Regions from separate parts of the Mus musculus genome. Here region 2 is linked to region 1. The links are chromatin contacts, called in public Hi-C maps. All regions are on one chromosome and are shown on one strand. The core of a region is the stretch at or near the end of the contact, and the rest is flanking DNA. Distances in the headings are between cores, read along the strand shown.

What was found. A called contact is a pair of places that touch in the nucleus more often than the background predicts.
Region 2: a contact with region 1 is called in a Hi-C map of cerebellar granule neurons, with 2.9 times the contacts expected there. The contact joins two enhancer-like sites. A contact is called at or near these places in 4 of 484 Hi-C or Micro-C datasets (cerebellar granule neurons, cerebellum and cerebral cortex).

Annotation. Positions count from the first base shown.
Region 1 is chr16:6,082,660-6,087,473 of GRCm38.p6, forward strand. Gm36824 (a long non-coding RNA gene) reads right to left here. Exons shown (of 4, transcript XR_875875.3): 4 at 3,947-4,044. It also overlaps a transcript of Rbfox1 not described here. Among named protein-coding and RNA genes, the nearest start is that of Gm52235, 5.1 kb to the left of the region's middle. Within about 2 kb of position 2,507, at least 17 of the 459 cell types and tissues checked have an H3K27ac peak or open chromatin away from gene starts, as enhancers often do. A contact at or near this core is called in cerebellar granule neurons and cerebellum, where this site is marked.
Region 2 is chr16:6,425,668-6,430,481 of GRCm38.p6, forward strand. It overlaps a transcript of Rbfox1 not described here. Among named protein-coding and RNA genes, the nearest start is that of Gm36824, 320 kb to the left of the region's middle. Within about 2 kb of position 1,839, at least 4 of the 459 cell types and tissues checked have an H3K27ac peak or open chromatin away from gene starts, as enhancers often do. A contact at or near this core is called in cerebellar granule neurons and cerebellum, where this site is marked.

The DNA of each region.
Region 1 (4,814 bases), core at 1,257-3,756:
GATATAGCTGTCTCTTGTGAGGCTCTGCCAGTGCCTGGCAAATACAGAAGTAGATGCTCACAGTCATCTATTGGATGGAACAGAGGGCCCCCAATGGAGGAGCTAAAGAAAGCACCCAAGGAGCTGAAGAGGTCTGCAACCCTATAGGAGGAACAACAATATGAATTAACTAATACCCCCAGAGCTCGTGTCTCTAGCTGTATATGTAGCAGAAGATGGCCTCGTTGGCCATCATTGAGAGGAGAGGCCCCTTGGTCTTGCAAAAATTATATGCTCCAATACAGGGGAATGCCAGGGCCAGGAAGCTGGAGTGGGTGTGTTGGGGAGCAGGGCGGGGGGGGGGTATAGGGGACTTTCGGATAGCATTTGAAATGTAAATGAAGAAAATATCTAATAAAAATGTTTTTGAAAAAAAAGATGATTAGAGATTAATCAATGAATAAAATTAACACCATTACATTAAAAAAAAGAGAGAACTGTTGGACTATTTGTTGATTTTAGATAACGGCATATTGTATTGTTTCTTAAAATTGCTGAGGGAGTAAATTTTAAGTGTTCTCACAATAAATAAATAGTGAGGTTGCATAGGTGTTAATTAACTTGATTTAGTACTTTGACAAAATATAAGTTTATTTTTTTTCAAAATGAAGTATATATATATATATATAGAGAGAGAGAGAGAGAGAGAGAGATGAGAGATAGAGAGAGTCATAAACATGGAAAATAAAACCAGGATTGAAGAGGAAGTAAAAGCATCATCCCTGACATTTATTGATGGCTGTTTCTCTTCTATGCCCTCAGGTGTTCCAGGTCAGTGGGTGGGTGTGGTATGTAGGGTAATTCTTCCTTCTGTTAGTCTTATTGTCAAGCCCTGTTGGGCAGAAGCAGCAGCCTCTGAGAGGGGCTTAAGATGAATGACAGATCCTTACCTTTCTACCCCAGGGGCCACAGTATCACCCTCTGGACTGAAAGACCATTTATAAAGCTCCCTGGTTTGCCTTTATTATTTCAAAGAGAAGGAAATCAAAAGCAGGTACTCTTTCTCCAAAAAAAAAAAAAAGACATTTATGTGGATGGTTTCTATGCCTGCAGTGAGCCTTAGTCACTCACATGCACAGAGTTCAGAAGCTATGTCCTGCTTGGTGCCCAGTGTGTAAGACACGCGTGGATTGGCTTCTTCCACACAGCATCATCCTGGCTCTGGTCTGACGTCGGTGTGTGTAGGGCATGTCTCAATTCAAGAATGGAAAGAGCTTATACCTGTGTTTTGTAGGGACTGAGGGGCACACAGCAGACTGAGTGTCTCATAAAACAGATGTAGAGAGCTTCCTGCTTTTCAGGCATGCGAGAGATGAGCTATGAGCTAATAGTGCTCTCTGATGACAAGCCAGAAGGGAGTTCAGACGTGTATGAACTTGATTTCGTAGACAAACTCAATTGTAGCTATTGGTGTCCTCCTAGAAATTCAAGACATAATGCTCACTTCTCATATTTTAGTGGTTGCAAGACAACCTCCCTATCTTGGGAGAAATGGATAGTTTTAAATGGAGAAAATGTGCACGTTAAAGTTGGTGGTCTTTGAAATTAAGAATGGGAAATTTCCTTTTGGTAGAATGTGGCATGTGGTGCCTTTAGGGTATTTGTTCTGTTAATATGATTTTATTTAAAGAACAAGAAAAGATATGATTCTCTCTTTGTACATTGAATGCACCAAAAAAAAATCCCTCCTCTCCAGTGCACTTGACTGTGAATCTCAATGCTTACATGATGGAAATAATAACAGGAAATTGTAGATAATAATAAATATATTCCTTACCCTGTCTTCTTTTCCAAAGGTTTTTTATAGCTGTACACAAACACCTTTTCTTTTTGTAGAAGCAAGATGCTGAGAACAGAGAAATGACTGATTGGAGTGGATCATTTTAATTCTTTAAAAATACTACAATACTGTTAATCAACAGTGTCTATGGAGTTTTTCTCTATACCTGGTATAATACATTGTGAGTATCGAGAATGTAAGAATTATAACTGCATTAGGATTGTCTTGAGGAAAATGTTCTTACTTACAGAGGTCTGAGGTTGCAGCTTGTTGGCCTGTGGTCATGCAGTTATTTAATGGAGGGCTTGGTGTTAGAGGTCAGATACCTTCTTCTGGAGCTTAAACCTCACCGGCATCTCGAGGTTGAGGCTTCTAATCACTGTTAATTCAGCCCCCACACTACTGGGCATCAGCACATTGGACTGGAGTCAGCTGGATAGAGGGAACCGATGCTCAGAGAAGTCTGGTGGTCCAGCTGAGCTTGGGAGGTTTAATTTCTTCCTTTATAGCCACCCAGGAAGACCTTCATTTTTCTAACTGAGTAAATGTCTTAGGCAGGAGTTTTGAGAGAAGATTTGCATGCCTGTTCTGTGGCTTTTAACAGGTGCTACCCAAGGACATCTCTACAGGGAGATGCACATAGAACAAAATGCTAAGACAATACAACATCGTCATGAGCAGGTGGCGTGCATGCCATGCATCTGCTGTCTTTACAGGGAGCCCATCTGTGCAGGCAGTACTGCACGTTGGTCGTGAGTAATAGACATAGTCTCTTTTGGAAGACAGGCATTGTCTGAAAGGAGAAATACTAAGCCAATAAACTGGGATACCCTTACCCTTACCACTTTAGGATGCTTCCAGTTACCTCTACATTTTAAGATAGAAATAAAATAGGAGAATATCTATTTAGGTGAGTTGATAAGAAGAGATGCTTTGGAAAAGCAATAACTAAACTGAAATCTGAATTCAAGCAGGGAACAGTTATACAGGAAAATATTATAATGTGTGTGTGTGTGTGTGTATATGTAAAAGCAGACGTGCTGAACCTAGCACAAGTCTTTAGTGTGAAAATGAGGTTAAGTTTCTAGAGTCACTCAATGATGCAGTCTCCATTATGTTTTCCCATTTTTAAACCTATTGCCTACAATTCTCATAGGCAATGAATGTCTTCTACCTTATTGTTATAGAAAAAAAAAGAGAATAGATAAGGATTCTACCTCTACCTATCCAGAATCCAGTTTCCCAGAGCACAGAGATGCCAGTTGTGGTGGGTGAACCCATGCTTTATAGGACTTGGAATCTGAGCCCACTTATGACCCATTAGGGTGAATACTGTAATTGATTAGCCATGTCTGCTACCAACTTAGCATTAGAAGGCCGGGTTATATATAGTGTATGTTTGCCTCTCTCTAATGACCCTTTATTTATCTGGCTTGTACTGATAATTTGAAAATGTACTTGTAACTTTCAGTTTTCTGTTCCTTCTTTTTCTGTCTGATTTAAATAAAATAGTCAGCAATAATTGAAACCAATCAAAGAAGGAAATATATACAGGGAGACAACACTGTGTAATTTCACCAAAGGATCTCAACAAAGCAAATGGTGCATCGGCAGGCATTGGATTCCTCCTTCTCTCAGTTTACAATGTTAGTGTGATTAATATATAAAGACCAAGATTTTCTGATGTTTGGAATTTGCCCTATTTCTCTATGAGCTTTGTATCTCCCAGAATAGCAGTGCTGATCCGTTTCCTTAAAAATACATCGGATGCCTAAGTGCTTATTTTGCAAGGGCAGCAAAATAATTGGACACAGCAGCTAAGAGCACAGGGGCCCTCTGCTTCCTGAGGAGAGGAGAATGTGGAGTCCCTGCCTGATGGAATGTCACACCAGGAGGCCAGGGACCTCAGCTCTGTGCCAGTGCCACAGAGCAGGATGTTTAAAGGCTATTTATGGAATCAGGGCTGCAGGACTGCAGCTAATTCTCAAAGGGCTCCAGCGAAGGCTTCCCTGGATCATAAAACATATGTTCTTTTAGATATTGGGATCAAATGGAAGAAGAAAGTTGAAACATTTGCCCCCAGTGTGGTAGGTCTTGGGAGGTGGATCCCTGGTGACTTACGATTGTGTTTCACCTTCATGAAGCTCTGCAGTGTGCGTGATCATTTCTCCTCCAGACTTTACCTCTGATGTTCTCATCTGCTATTGACATCCTGGAAAGCTTTCCTGTAATGTTAACAGTAGCCAATCAAACAAAGGGAGATTGCTCAGTTTAAAGTCTATTAGAGGTGTGTGCTCTGCGCAGTGTTGGCCTTTCTCTGTCTATCTTATTTCCCTCTTCTTCCTCACATTTTTCAACACAATATGTTAATGTGTGACCTTGGGTGTCTTGGGCAAAGCTGCTTCTGTGTGGTTTGACAAGGATCATCTGCTGTGGGTTGCTAAGGATGGAGCTCATGTCTGCTGATATGATTCCCTCAAACATAATTTATTCTTGAAGACAACAACTAGGCTCTGGCTACTCTGTATGTACAAGGCAACTGAGCTGTGTGACTCGATTTCCTCTGCACTTTGCCTTCCTTGCTGTATCCCTTACAGAAGCTCAAAGATCGTGTAGTGGAAGCACACAGGGGTTGCTGGAGTTGGAGTTGAGAGGAATGGCAGGGAGACAGAGCCACACTGGAGGTGAAAAGACAGGCTTGCAAATGAGTCCTAAGTGAATTGGAACCATAACCCTGTCCTTGGAGGCACTGCTGCATCTGTGTCAGTCTTGTTGGTTACATGGGACTGAAAACAGTTCTTAACTTCCTGATATGTGAACATTAGCCCGGATGAGAAATTCAGGGAGATGACCACAGTGACTGACCTAGATTGGGTTTCCAGGAGGCACTGCCTTTGTCATGCTGAACATGTGTGTGTGTGTGTGTGTGTGTGTCTGTGTGTGTGTGTGTGTATCTGTGTGTGTGTGTATGTGTATCTGTTTATCTGTGTGTGTG
Region 2 (4,814 bases), core at 589-3,088, 340 kb after region 1:
ACAGTGCCACATTTAGCTTTTCTTACATGGGCTCTGGGGATTGAACTCTTACTCAGTTGCTGGTAAAACAAGCATTTTGCAAATGAGCTCTTGCCTCAACTGGGCAGCTTGAGATTTGAATTCTATGTCTCTTGATGTCCTTGTGTGCTGGAGACAAGGGAACTTTTGTGTTACTGGTAGTGCATGGCACATTGGGTTGCTGCTAGGGTCTAGTACCTGTGCTTATGGCAAGCTAATAGAAGAATGTTAAACACAGGGTACAAAGGATTGTCAATCATTGTATGATGATCACCCCATAGTCAATCCACATTGAAGAAATGTGAAATTCCTGCAGATAATCAGAAAAAGGCAGAAAACCCCTGAATATACATTCTATTTACCATTACTTGAAACTTCTTTTGAAGTCACATCAAGTGGTTGATACACAGAAAGATGGAAAATTGGCCATTGTGGTTCCATGGCTTGTTTGTGTGAGCTTGTACATTCCATCTCGCATCCACAATCCATCCTCACAGTACTACTACCATGATGTAGTCTTTCTACATTAGTGTGTACCCCTGTGAGCACTTATCTTGCATCCATAGTGTATTATCACATAGTGCCACCACCCTGCAGCCTTTCCATTACGCTCTCTATAGACAACCAGGAAGCGACTTCCAGAGGCAAATGGCTGATGCCTGAATTCCACTGCTGTTTTGATAAGTTCACTTTGAGCAGATTTTTCATGTCTTCCCTATTTATATCTTTTCAAATCCAATCTCCTTCAATCAATTTTAATCCTCTAATGTGTTTGCTATAAGTACTGTACAATTCACTTGTCCTCAATAATAAAATTCATTTTGGTGCGGCCAGACTGTAATTTGTTTGAGAAGGAGTCCTTAGGAAGCCCTTACGTTCTCTTCTGATTTAGAGGGCAACCTTCAGTGTGGGAAGAATTGTGTTGTCATGTGCTTGAAGTATTCTTTCATGACTGACAGTGCTGTTTAAATAATGGACGGCCAAGCCTTGTGCTTAAATGAAATCTGACTACACTAATTCTGTTCTATATTAGGGAACTTCAAGAGTTCTGCAAGGACACGATTTCATTGACAGTGGATTTATTTTTTTCAGTTTGTGCAAATTATCCCCATGGTGCCTCATACCTCCTCCACCGAAACATACATTTATTCCCTAATATTGAATATTTTTATTGCTTTAATTCTCATGGTACTGTGAGCCAACAAGAATTGAACAGAAAGCCTTTCTGCGTACAGGTTAAAATATAAATTCAGTGGAGCAGAGGTAAGAAGGTTCAGTAAATAATGGTCCTTGCCACTAGTGTTGATGACCTGAGCAGAATTGACCCTCACAAGTGTTCTCTGACCTCTACATACATGCTGGAACATGTCCTCCCCAACCACAAGTAAACAAATAAATGTAAGCAAAAAGTACATTAAATAGGGTGTTATTATACAGAGTCCAGATATTTATAACTAGTGTGGGTGGGTAGATATGTAATCTTTGCATACATGAGGGGCAACCAGGGGATCAAGGGCAGCTTTCTCTACCTAGTATGATCCTCTTTCCGACATGCAGACAAATGAATGGATTCATTGAATTGAGTTTTCAAAAAAAAAAAAAAAAGAGAGAGAAGAAAATGGAGGAAGAAACTAAAGCATGATAGACTAAGCTTGTGCTCATATGTGCTTCCTAAGCATAAATTTAGTATGCTGTGTCTGGAGCTGGAGAGACGGCTTATCGGTTCAGAGTGCTTTCTTCTCTTCTGGAGTTCCCAAGTTGCTTCCCAGCATCTTCATTGGTCAGCTCACAACTACTTGCAACTCTAGCTCCAGAGGACCTGACATCCTCTTCTGGTTGGCAAGGGCACCTGCAAGCATATCCATTTGCAAGTATGTGCCCACACACACATAAAGAAAAAATTTTTAAAATATCATCAAGTCTTTATCTATGTATAGTAATATATACATGTCCATAAACCAGTTTTGTGTGTGTTTGATGGGGAAAGTAAACAGTGAGATAACATTTGATTGTTTACCTTATGTCTCTGGCTTTTTAAAATGATGCCTGAAGACAAAGCACTTTTTTATTTAGACTTGGCTGGAAATTATCTGTCATATGTAGATGATTATACAATATTTGCCAGCTTCCTACTCGGGGAAAGTCATAGCAGATGGTGCAATTTATGTGCCATGTGCCATTTGTTTAAGCATGGAAATCACTAATATTTTTCCTCAATTATTATAACTATTTTACTTCTATAGACTGAACTGACTTTGAAATACCATCTTTTGCGGCTAGGTCCGGGAGGGGTCGGGTGGGGAGAAGGAAGTATTGTGCATGGCTTTGACTCCAAGCTGCAGGGCCCTGGATTGTAGAGATGCGCTTCAGTTCATTAATCAGGGACCCAGAGCGCCCTGCTTTCTAAATGGTGTTATTGTGTTCCAAATATAGAGTCCTCCCTGATCACTAAGGAGCAAGCCCTATTCAGATCAGCGCACATTTCAGATTGGCCTTTATAAGACAAAGGTTTAGAATTCACATTTGCGACTTTGAGGGTCCCCAGGGAAGACATCTTGAAGTCAACATCCTTTCAGGCATGTAGCGCGTAATTTGTTTTGATAACTACAAACAAAAGGGGTCTATTCCCCAAAGGCTTCTTTGGAAATTGTCAGAGCCTCTTCCTCTTAATGATATGAGCTGTTCTTCCAAGGGGAACCAAAAACTGGAGAGGAAGGTAGATGCGACTACTGCAAACGCCACATTGGAGAGTGGGGACAACTCTGAGAGCCATGGTTTCCAAGAACCTCAATGAGGTGACCTTGATCTAGCAGGATCAGTACTCACATGGGTTTCTATACTGAGCAATGCTGTAAATGTGTTCCTTCCTTTTATTGAGTCTTTCCCTTCAGATTGTAAGAGAAGGAATGAACAAATTGCTGGAGTGGTTTCTGACTAAGTTTTAATTGTCACACCCCAAAGACACCTGAGAAGGGAGTTTCAGTTGAGGGACTGCCCAAATAAGATTGTCCTGTGAGCATGTCCGGAGGTGCTGTCTTGATTATTAATTGATGTTGGTCTGAGTAGCACCATTCATTTTCTGGTAAGGTAGTCCTGGGATGTATAAGGGATTTAGCTAAGAATAGGCCAGGGTATGAGCCCACAGACTGTTCCTCCATGGTCCCTACCTGGACTTCCCCAGTGTACTGCATCCTGGAAGTGTGAGGCAAGTAGGCCCTTCCATCCCCTACTTGCTTTTGATTGGAGATTGTGTTTCTAGCAATAGAAATCTTACTAGAACACAGGGATTTGGAAAGGGGATATGACAAAGCTTGGGTAGTTATTCTTCTCTGGGAACCCTCATCCTTAACCTACTCAATATGGAGAGTTCCCCTGAGTCTCTTACTGGTAAACTTCCTTATATCAACTGAATAGGGAAAAGTGAATGGTCAGAAAATAGTTGTTACACAAAAAGAAGAGGGCCAGATGGATTGCCAGAGCACTAGAACCACTGAGGGCATACAATTATTCTTCCTGTAATGACTTTATGACAAAAATTGTGTATGGAGCATGGTAGGTGGCCACACTGATGGCAGCTTGTCTCTTCTCACTTCTCACTGTCCACAGTGTTCTATTCATTCTACCACAATCACCATGACCACTCCACATCATTAGGATTTGCATAGATGGGCAGCTCAGTGGCAGCCTTGCATACTGTTTCCAGCAGTCATTCTATGTACAAGAACAAAAAGCTCTATTAAATATGAAGGAAACAACACAGAGTGTGCCCTTCATACTTGGAAAGCTTCCTGGGATACTTGTTAATGTGGGAAGTTCTATCTTATATTTAAATGCCCATTTAATATGTTTATGTGTGTAGATATGTCTGTATGCATGCCTGGGCATATGTGTGTGGTACCCAAACAGGCCAGGCAAGGGCACTGGATCTTCTACAGCTGGAGCTACGAGTAGCTATGCACAAGCTGACACAGGCGCTGAACTCAGGTCCTCAGGTAGAGCTTCAAACATCTTTCACCACTGTCATTGCTTTAGCTCCAAGGTCCATCTGACATCTTAAAATGATGTGGCAGTCACCTTCCACGATGCATTTGTGCTGCCAGTGATAGTGGCCCATGCCTGTGACTGCAGCCCCTTCAGTGTCTGAAGCAGGAGGACAGCAGTTGAAGGCCTAGCCTGAGCTACAGATTAAGTTCAAGGCCAGTCTAGGCAACTCAGTTCTTGCTTAAAAAATAAAAAAAGAGTACAGAAGATATTACTTGTGTGTATGTGTATGTTTGCATGTGTGTATGAGGACTGTATAATTTGCATAGAAATGTACTTTGTATATATGTGGTGTTTAGATTATTTTTGTGTATAAAATGGGTATGTATCATGTATGTGAATACTTGCTTACTTTCATGATGCATTAATTAATCTGCTTCCAGCACTGTAGGAGACACTGAAAAAGCCAGTAGAGCTCTACCAGTCATCCAAGATCTAATTATGAATTTTACACCTCTTCTTTAATGGGTATGTGCTATTTTTAAAATGGCAGTGGTTGGAAGTTTTCTTTTCTTTACTTTGCCTATTTTTCAAAAGTGAGCCTACAAAAAGAAAAGAATGCATTTTGCTGTGGCATCTTCACACACACAAAGTGGCTTTTGGTGTTCCATGAGATCAAACCTGCACACATGACTACAAACTGAAACCTAGCTTCCCTAAGCTTGTCTGTGGTCATTCATGGCATCCCACTTTAGCCTCTGTGGATGTTCATTCAGTCTGATTTATGCCTTTTGTATTCTCTGACCTTCTTCTGC